Linked DNA regions of Mus musculus: region 2 is linked to region 1. A link is a contact called in public Hi-C data. All regions are on one chromosome and are shown on one strand. The core of a region is the stretch at or near the end of the contact, and the rest is flanking DNA. Distances in the headings are between cores, read along the strand shown. Region 1 overlaps Map1b (microtubule-associated protein 1B). Region 2 has its middle 45 kb from the start of Gm26559.

Evidence for each region. A called contact is a pair of places that touch in the nucleus more often than the background predicts.
Region 2: a contact with region 1 is called in a Hi-C map of rod photoreceptor, with 1.8 times the contacts expected there. The contact joins two enhancer-like sites. A contact is called at or near these places in 3 of 484 Hi-C or Micro-C datasets (hematopoietic stem and progenitor cells, nephron progenitors and rod photoreceptor) and 2 of 9 other capture datasets (adipose tissue and pancreatic islet).

Annotation. Positions count from the first base shown.
Region 1 is chr13:99,450,578-99,455,638 of GRCm38.p6, forward strand. The region is part of intron 2 of Map1b (microtubule-associated protein 1B); the gene reads right to left. Among named protein-coding and RNA genes, the nearest start is that of 6430562O15Rik, 40 kb to the left of the region's middle. Within about 2 kb of position 2,079, at least 9 of the 459 cell types and tissues checked have an H3K27ac peak or open chromatin away from gene starts, as enhancers often do. A contact at or near this core is called in rod photoreceptor, where this site is marked.
Region 2 is chr13:99,559,226-99,564,286 of GRCm38.p6, forward strand. No RefSeq gene overlaps it. Among named protein-coding and RNA genes, the nearest start is that of Gm26559, 45 kb to the left of the region's middle. Within about 2 kb of position 3,151, at least 31 of the 459 cell types and tissues checked have an H3K27ac peak or open chromatin away from gene starts, as enhancers often do. A contact at or near this core is called in rod photoreceptor, where this site is marked.

The DNA of each region.
Region 1 (5,061 bases), core at 829-3,328:
CCAATCTCCTTGGATCACAAGTTAACTACAAGGCTGAAAGCCCATCCCAAGAACACAGCGACCAAATCTTAAATGTGGAGAGTGATTTAGGAGAGCTAAGCATTCCGTCTTGCAGGTGGAGGCTGTGTTTAAGTCTCCTAACACTCCAAAGACAGCCTGAGTGCAAACATTCTCTCCTCTTCATGGACCACAAACCTGAGGTCTAATGACCTGCCCAACTTCTCATGGCCAAGGTCAGGGATGTGGCGTTATCCCTTTCACTCCTCCTGAGCCACTCACCCAAAATAAAGGTTGCCTGATTTTAAAGCCAACACTTCCTTTTGTAAGAGGTTAACACACAGCGTGGGCCAGCTGACAGTCATCCAAAATCTGCTGGACAGCGTGATCAAGCCTCCATCAGGGTTGTTTCTGCTGAATGGTCAGCCAAGTTCTCCCCCATCCTCCCCGCTGACAGTCCCAGAAATGAGATTGCTTTCCTGTTGAAAAGAAGTCTTTGTTTTTGATGTTTCAGCTCTGTGGCGTGTCCTTCACAGTCACGTTGTTCTTCAGATTCTGACCATTTAGTTTTTAAGAGAATTAAAGCATCGAATCCCATTGTACACAAATCCGGGGCGTATTCTGAATAATCTATTTTCAGTGTAAATGAGCTGATCAGTGCTTGGAAGCAACATGGCTCCTTTTCATCAGCTTGGTTTTACAGTTGCAGACAATTCCGTGATTTGAGTCTATATCTCATTTCCCTACACTCCCTTGCCGTTAACTATTTTTCTTTTTCCCTGTCACTGGCTGTGGTCTCGTTTTCCAAGGTGCTGGGCCTTCCATCCATCCTTCCCTTGGGTGCCCTGCCCTCCTGGACTTCATGTGTTCCCAACCTAGAAACAAGTAACTAAAGAGCCAACTCCCAAGGTTCTCTCTGTCCCAAGCTGGTCCAAGTACGTAGAGATCACCAGCCTTTGGCTATAGCAGTCTGGCTTTGCCCCTGCTGGCAGGAGAGTCCTTGTTTTGTGTTCCATATTCCCTCATCCAGAATTTGCAGTGCTAGGACGCAAAGCAGTGGCTTCTGTTCTCTTTGCAAAGTTCTTATTCACTTTCTAAATCGCCCACCATATTTGTCTCCCTCTTCAGCCCTTCCCTAGCCTCTTCATTTGCTTTTTAATATCTTCCTCCCACCATCTCCCCTTTTTTCTCCCTTCCTTCCTTCCTTCCTTCCTTCCTTCCTTCCTTCCTTCCTTCCTTCCTTCCCTTGCCTTCCTTCCTTCCTTCCTTCCTTCCTTCCTCCCTTCCTTCCTCTTCCTTCCTTCCTTCCTTCCTTCCTTCCTTCCTTCCTTCCTTCCTTCCTTCCTTTCTCCCTCCCTCCCTCCCTCCCTCCCTCCCTCCCTCCCTCCCTCCCTCCCTCCCTCCCTCCCTCCCTCCCTCCCTCCCTCCCTCCCTCCCTCTCTCTCTCTCTCTCTCTCTCTCTTTCTTTCTTTCTTTCTTTCTTTCTTTCTTTCTTTCTTTCTTTCTTTCTTTCTTCCTCTCTTTCTTTCTTCCCTTATGTGTAATTACATGTCTGCACATATTTATGCACAGGTATGTAGAGGCCAGAAGAGGGCACTGGCTCTCCTGGGACTGGAGCTGTAGGTGGTTGTGAGCTACTTGCTCAGGTGCTGGGATATGGACTCTAGTCCTTTGCAAGAAAATAGCTCTTTCTCCCTGAGCCAGCTCTCTAGCCCTGTGGTTTCTAGCCCTCTAGCTCAACCTAGCCTCCAACTCATGATCCTCCTGTCTCATCCTCTTGTAGGCATTTGCCACCACACCCAGACCCTCTTCACTAGGCTTTCAAAGCCTCCAGACAAACTGTCAAGGGTTAGAAGTGAACAGTGGCAGACAAAAGAAAGAAATATCAACAACGTAGATAAAATCAGGCTCCCTGGAGGTCACCTAAAGAACAAACAACACCCACTGTGGGCCTAGACTTACAGGATTGGCCTGAGGTCCCATCACCCACAAGGCATTTACTCCACATGGCACATCAGATACAGATAGGTCTGCCCTGTTCAGGCTCCTCAGGACCACATCAGGCTCATTAAAGCGGATCAGCACGCATGACTCACTGCAGCACTCCCAATATGCTCCTCTGTGTTCATTCTGTTTAGCCTGGTCCAAGCCTCTGAATCTGCTTCCCTGGGTTTGGATAGGGTGGGAACTAGGAGCTCTCTCTTCCTTTCTCAACCTCCCCAACACCCCCAAATTCCAAATCCCAGCAACAAACAAACAGACAGACAAACAAGCAACAATAATAATAAAACCACCCTAACACAGAAGAAAATCGTCTTGCTCCTTATGTACCAGCACGGAGTTCTTTCCTTTGCCCTGAAGATGTGAGGCCTCCTCCCCAGTCTCCTGAGGATTGGTCGCTCTCATGCTGGATGGAGTCTGAATTTGCCTTTTTCACCTGGGACACCCGAAGGAACCCTGGTGACAGTATTTTTCCCCCGCTCTCCCCATTTTACAGAGAAGGAAGCTTCAGAGAAGATCAGACCTGCATGGCTTTATAGACCCTGACTTATAGATGCCAAAAGATTTCCTATGGATACAGGGGAACATTTGTACTGGGATTGGGTACCAAACACTTGGTTGCCGGGATTTGAACTCAGGACCTTCGGAAGAGCAGTCAGTGCTCTTAGCTGCTGAGCCATCTCGCCAGCCGCCATGTTGTCTTTTCTAAATACATATAAAAAAAATGTACCATTGTAATCCCTCCTACTGTACAGGTAGAGAGGTTGAAGCTGAGGGACCACCTGTTTAAGAGTTGGCTGTCTCAATCACACAGATACAGTGAGCTGGTCAAGTAGAAGTTCAATCCAGCCATATGGTTCCTGACTCTCACTCCTTACATTAGCTTCTCAGAATGTCTTAAGATTTTACAGTTAAATTAACTTTTTTTTTCTTGTGGTACTGAGGAATGAACTCAGGATTCTCTTGATGAGCTACACTCCCAGCCCACAAGGCTTTCTTAAAAAAAAAAAAAAAAAGGTTTATAGCTGGGTGTACTGCATGCCTTTTATCTCAGCACTAGGGAGGCAGAGGTGGGTAGTTCTCTGAGTTCGAAGCCAGTCTGGTCTATAGAGTAACTTCTAGGACAGCCAGGGCTACACAGAGACACTCTATCAAGAAAAACAAACAACACACACATATAATATATACATATATGGAGAGAGAGAGAGAGAGAGAGAGAGAGAGAGAGAGAGAGAGAGAGAGAGAGAGAGGTGAGATATATTTTCTTAGATTGAAAAGTAATTCCAATCTCTGATAAATAATATCGGGGCCTTTTATTTTGAAAACCACCTGCTACGCGTCTTTGTGGTGAGTTAGGTAGTACCAGGAGATTATTAATACCGGCACTTTCATCTTAAAATTACATTTTCTTAGGTTTTCCCAATCAGATGTAACTGCCTTTGTTTGTGTGGTTGTTGACTCTGGGAGTTTTGTTTGCTTGTTTGCTTGTTTTGTGATGATTAGTATTGAATGAACTAGTGCCTTAAACATGCTCAGCAAGAGCTCTACCACTGAGCTACACCCCTGGCCCTGTTCAACTTTGTTATTTTGAGAAAAGTTCTCATTAAGGTGACCAGGCAGGCCTTGAGCTGGTGGTCCTCTTCTGCCTCAGCCTTTTGAGTATCTGGGCCACTAAACCCAGCTAGACTTTCTTGAGAAGAAAGTTTCAGAGAGAGTTATTTAAATCTTCGGGGCCCTGCTACCATTGTAAAAAGAAGCGTTTCCTATTTGTGCAGGTGATACTCACTGCCTACAGAGGACAGATTTTCTGGAACTTAATTCAGGCGGATCAGCGGGATCTTCTTAAATGAAGCTCGGGGGTTAAAATATGAGTGACACCCCCTCTGTCCTGAAGGGAATACAGTTTAATGGGGGGGCTCTTTTAACTCAGAAAACCTAACTCTGAAACACTGTCTTATACACAGTAGGAACTCAATCAATATCTGATGAAAGGATAAATAATAACCATGGCTATGATGTATTGAATATATGTCCTAATTCAATATTGACCTAAGTTCTTTAGGAACATTATCGTTATTAATGTGTACCCTAGACCTGCTAGGAAGACATTGTACAGATAAGGATGAGGAACTTGAAGCCCAGGGCTGTGACTGTCCCTTAGAGTGAGGACCAGAGGCAGTGCTCAGTCTATAGAGTCAGGTCAGATACTGGGATACCATCTTATTTTATTATATCATTTGGGTTTGTTTGTTTGTTTGTTTGTTTGTTTTTTAAAGACTGGTTCTCACTATATATAGCTCAGGCTAGCCTCAAGCTTGTTATTTAACCCAGTTCATCCATGAACCCTCAATCTTCCTACATGATTAGTCTCCTGAGTGCTTGAGATTACAGGCAGAGCCACCAAGCTCAACTGTGAGGCTCATAATTAAGGTATTAGATTGGGGAGGAATAAGGAGAGAGAGAGTTGGGGTGGGGGCGGGAGCAGATAGCAAAGACAGACTGATAACAGTGAGTCACATGGGTTATACTGCATTTAACGTCCCCACGGCCTGCCCAGGCGGCTAGGTCCAGGAGTAGATGGAAAGATGGATCCAAAGCTTGGGTCACAGATTGAGCCAGATCAGGGTCTATTTTTAGTTGATGCTGTTGGAGAGTGCTTCGTGCTTCTCTCTGATTATAGTCTAGAGAAATGCCCATAATTAAAGGGCAAGCAGAGGCAGAAAAAGGCTGATGGAGATGCTGGGGAAAACAAAGGGGAGATGAACTCCCAACCCATTCTGCGAAGTTTCACCGCACACAAGGTAACCTGTAACTGCAGCCTGTTCTAACACAGAACTCTAACCACCTCTACACAGAATTGAGGCAGAATATTCTAGACACCAAATAACCTAATGAGAACTGACGTTCAAATTCAACCCCAAACCCTCTTGGTTTGATCTCCACAGACACTATGATATGTAAATAAACAGGCCTGCCATAATAGGCCAGCCACCAAGGGACTTTATAAAATTCTCCTATCCATGGATCCACCCTTGGACATTCAGACTCAGGAGGTCTGGAGGG
Region 2 (5,061 bases), core at 1,901-4,400, 110 kb after region 1:
GTGACACACTGCAGCTTCCACCATGAGATGTTTGCTTTGCTTTGTTTTGTCTATTTTGTTTGTTTGTTTGTTTGTTTTTATTTACTTTTCAAAAGGAGGTTGCAGGGACAGAGGGCAGCTATGAAGGGATGGGGAGATGGGTGGGACTGGGATGAATAATGTGAGGTTCACAAAGAAATCAATTAAAAGTAAAAAAAAAAAAAACCCAAAATCTCTCATACCTCAATTAAAAATATAAGTTACACGATTTTAAGATAGGTAAAAGATTTGTGTATAAATGCTCCAAAGAAGACATTAATGGCTGGTAAGTGCCTGAGAAGATGCTCAACGTTAGCTTTTAGGGAAATGCAAGCAAGAACCATGAGATAACCACTTCACATAGGCTACCTTGACTCACAGACTCAGAGGGTTCAGACCATGGTCTTTTGGCCCAAAATATTCAGGCAAAAGACCATCACTGCGGTGGGACTGTGTGGGGGAGGGCAGCTGCTCACCTTAAAGTGGATAGAAAGCAGAGAGACAGGAAGAAACCAGGGACAAGACCCACACCCCCCCCCCCATCCCTGCCCACCACTGTCCTAAAGCCCTGCATCTAGTGGCTATTTCACGTAGTTAGGTCCCACCTGGAGTTTCCAAAACCTCCCCCAAATAGTGTCGCTAACTGGGAACCAAACAGTTAAAACATGGAAGAGGTTTTCTATTCAGACAATGACAACCCTGCTCCATCATCTGTGCTCAGTCAGGAAGCCTGGAGGGGTATGTTGAGGAAAAAAGCAGCCTTCTATGAGCTAGTCCATAGTCTTGAAGGAGAGGTGGGCAGCATGCTAGCGTATTGCAGCTGAGCAAGTATGAACATGGCAGCTGCCCTCCAGGTCGCCAGACGAAAACCTAGTCACCTACAGGGTCAGCAGGTCAGGCTTCATTGTCTTTCCAGTGTGTAGAAGGCTGTGTTCTAAGACAAAGCCGTCTGGAGTCTGGTGGAAGTTGGGGAATCGGACTGGGCCTTCTGCTTCTTAGGAAGTATTTATGGGGGGCTGGTGAGATGGCTCAGTGGGTAAGAGCACCCGACTGCTCTTCCGAAGGTCAGGAGTTCAAATCCCAGCAACCACATGGTGGCTCACAACCATCTGTAACAAGATCTGACGCCCTCTTCTGGAGTGTCTGAAGACAGCTACAGTGTACTTACATATAATAAATAAATAAATCTTTAAAAAAAAAAAAAAAAAAAAAGGAAGTATTTATGGGATCGTTCTTGCTCCCTTAATTTACATCACAATCTGTACCTCAGCATCGCCCAGTTCATGGTCATCCTTGCCTTTGATGGACTCTGATGACCAGGTCTCCAGTGCCTTCTAATAGGGAGGGCTGTGGGTGTGCAGGAATGAACCTGAACTCTGCCCTTACCAGGAATAGACAGAAATTGCAAGAAACTCAAAGCACAGATGAAATTTCCCACTTGGTTACCCAGAAGCAAGCAGGCCCGTGAAGCTGGCCAGCTGCAGGCAGCCAAATGCTCTTCTTTTCTGTAAGACGAAAGCTTTTAGCTTGCAGATTCTGTCCAGCTGGAAGCTCCGGCAGGAATGATAAAGCAGGGCTTATGGCCAAGCCTTCTGAAAAGTAATCTCTTAAAAGCAGATGAGGAGAGACATGCGGTCTGGGGCAGCAGTGCATCTTGAGATTTCTGGGACTCTCAACCCACCCCGAGCCAGCTTGTCTCTGCTTATCTGTAAGCTTAACAATGAGACTGGGGACACATTAGACTCCTGCAACAACGGGCTTTTCCTCTTTGAATGAATGACTGCAATTGCCCTTGCTGCTGGTGAGTCTGAGCCTCACTACCCTGCCTCTTTATTCTAACCCTCCTCCTGCTCTTATTGTACTTTGCTTAATGGCAAACAGTGTCACAGTCTCAGCATGCCAGGGAGGGCAGGAGACAGGCTAGGGTTTAGATGGAGTGGCACAAGCAGGAGAGACTAGATGCTGCCTACCCCAGAGAAGGGGCAATGATCACTCAGACCCAATTCACTGCCTGTATTATTAGCAGTTTTTTTTCCCCCAAGAACACCAGAAATCTGAATTTTTATTGGGCATTTCCATATTTTAAAGTAATGTGAGCAGAGCCACTAAAGGGATTATGAGAAAGGGCTCCTTCCTTTCCATCCAGGGCAGCCATCAGGTGACCTGAGATGGATGCCCACAAGGGCATGAAGGTACACTGCTGGCAATAGTGACAGCTCTCTGCGCCCCCCCCCCCCCCCCCCGGTGGCTGCAAACGCCCAGCTCCTAAAGGCGCATCTTACAGCAAACCTGGTTAGCTCGTTTGCTGGAACTCTTCAGTCCGCCTCTGAAGAGTTGGACCCCACTGTGGGGCTTTGAGAGTCTTGAATTCTTACTGGGCGGGGGAAGATTCCACATATAAAATCTTCAAGGTTATCCTCACTGGGGAAATCCTTAAAGCTCTCAGAAGGAACCATGGGGCCCAGTGAGTCACTGAACACAAGTCCTGACTCTGGCGAGCAGCGAGAACCAGAACCAAGGGAAGGGCCACACAATTCATCTTATGGTTGGTGTGGTTCTCATGGGGCTCAATACTCTCCAGCCCCACTGTTGCCATTAGCACAAGATGTAAGTAATGTTTGTAAACATTCGTACCTAAGAAACAATTCAGGGCAGTCAAAAGAAGAAAAAAAGAGAGAAAAGAAAGAAGAACGTGGGACTCACGGATCTATACACCTTGAAGGTTTACAAATAAGGCTACCAGTTTGCAGTCTCTGCTGAAGACCACAGTGGCTAACAGCCGGGATTCTGGAATCCAATTAATTAGATTTTAACTCTGTGCCAACTGTGGGTCTAGAGTGAATTATCTAATCTTATCACCATCAATTAAAAATTTACCCACCACCATCTTTTGAGAATTAAACATGCTTACCACAATGTCAGACCTCTAGTACGCGCTCCATAAGGATGAACTGTTTCTACTCTATACTTATTTCTTTTGAAAAGACAAGTTTCTAGCTTCAAAATGCAGCTTTACAAACAACCTTTGTGCTGGAAATTGCCCAGCAACAGGCCCTGCTATGAACTGCAGAGCTGCAAGATCCGTGCAGCACTGATTGCTTCCCTGCAGCTCACCAGAGGCCAGGAAGGCAGGCCCTCCCCCACAGGGCATGCCCAGAAACTATAGATCCGGCCTTAATTACCAGCAATTAAATAGGCTTCAGCCTGCAGTGCAGAATCCGGTGCTGCTGTAGCCTCTGGAGGGCCTTTCGGGAAGGTGGCTCAGCTCTTCAGGAGCCTTCCTTACCCACACCCTACCATTTATTTAGTTCCCTCAAACTTCCCAGGTGTCAGGGAATCTGAGTTTGGTGGGTAGAGAACTTTTGGCAGCTTTGTTCTGACTAGGGTTTTCTTAGTTATAGGCGTTCTTGGAGGCAAACCTGGGCTCCTAGATTCTCTCTGGACAGTGAGAGATTAAGGCCCTGGTCTTTGCCATGATGCTCTGATTTGGGGGATGGGGGGATCAGCAAGAGGGAGTGTTCTACAACTGCAAGAAAGTGATACTTTAGCTGAAGTGGAAAAAGATAATTCAGAATAGATAGATAAATGAATAGAAAGATAGGTGATAGATAGACAGACAGATAGATAGATAGATAGATAGATAGATAGACAGACAGATACACAGTAGATAATGCATAGACAGTTAAATGTATGCTCTTCTAGTGTGGTAGAAAAAGCAGCTGTGGCAGAGGCTTTCAGCAAGTGGTGAAAGATTCAGAAAGGACACCAAGGCAAAACTGGCGGCACCCTCAGCATCTCTGGGTCTGAAGTGTCATGAGTACAGGCAAGAACCCAAGTACCTGGACTAGCCTTTTTGTTTGTCTGAGTCTCCATCTCTGACACAGGCTACTGAAACATCCAAGAAAGTCCCTTTTTCCTGGCCTTTGTTGACAGTGTGAGTCTCAGCAGAACTCTTGGTAGCCTCTGGGGAGAGCAGGCAAGTAACTGCACCTGCTCTTGGCTCTGGAGCCCCGAGGCTGAATGAAGTTGGCTCTTGGAGCAGCTGAGTGGCCTCCATCCAAGCCCTAAGGTTTCAGCGAGCCTCTGCAAGGCAAGCAGGAACTTCCCTGGTTTCTGTTTCACAGTCAGGTTTATTGTATCTTGGTTGCAATTCACTACTTATTTTCACTAGTCATTAATGACTCTGAGTGCCTGTTGTTTTACACACACACACACACACACACACACACACACACACACACACACACACACACAGAGAGAGAGAGAGAGAGAGAGAGAGAGAGAGAGAGAGAGAGAGAGAGAGAATTGTATAAAAATTAAAATGGAGGTTTAAAGTAGCTTCCTTGTTAATGCAAATCTTATCTCTTAGTATGTTTTTATATAAGTGATACCAGGCCAAAAGAAAAGCAAAACCAAAACAACACAACACAAGACAAAACAAAACACCTCCCCACTGCTTGACCAGTGTGTAACCTGTGGCAGAAAATTCTTGTCCTTTTTATTTCCCTTTTTAACCAGATGATGAATTGGTTGATGAACCCTTGCTTCACTGAGCCTCTGTGGGATGCATTTCTTTGGTGTTTCACCCATCTGTCCTGTTCTGCAGTGTCACTAGCTGTCACCAAATGACAGACCTACAATCTCACTAAGTGTATTCATCCACCTAAGAGAAGGGCAATGTTTGTGCGTAGCCAGCTCTCTCAAGTTCCAGCCTTAGGAACCATGGCAGACAAGTCAGACACAGCATCACGGTAAGAAACAGTAGAAGTCAGCTGCAGAGCCTGGGAAGTTGCTCTGAGCCTCCATTCAAGGCTTGAATACCCACAAGGGTGTTATGTACTGATTGGAGGTGTTTAGGGTAAATTCAGCGAAGTACATAGACAAGCCAGAAAATGTTATGTGGATAACCTTTCACCGATGTCACAAATGGGGTCACGCCCAACTGGTGGAAAAATTTGTTGTGTTGGCAATGTTAAGATTGACTCTACAAACTAGCTATTCCTCATTGTATCACATCCAGTGGGTCCTGAATTTCTACTGCGT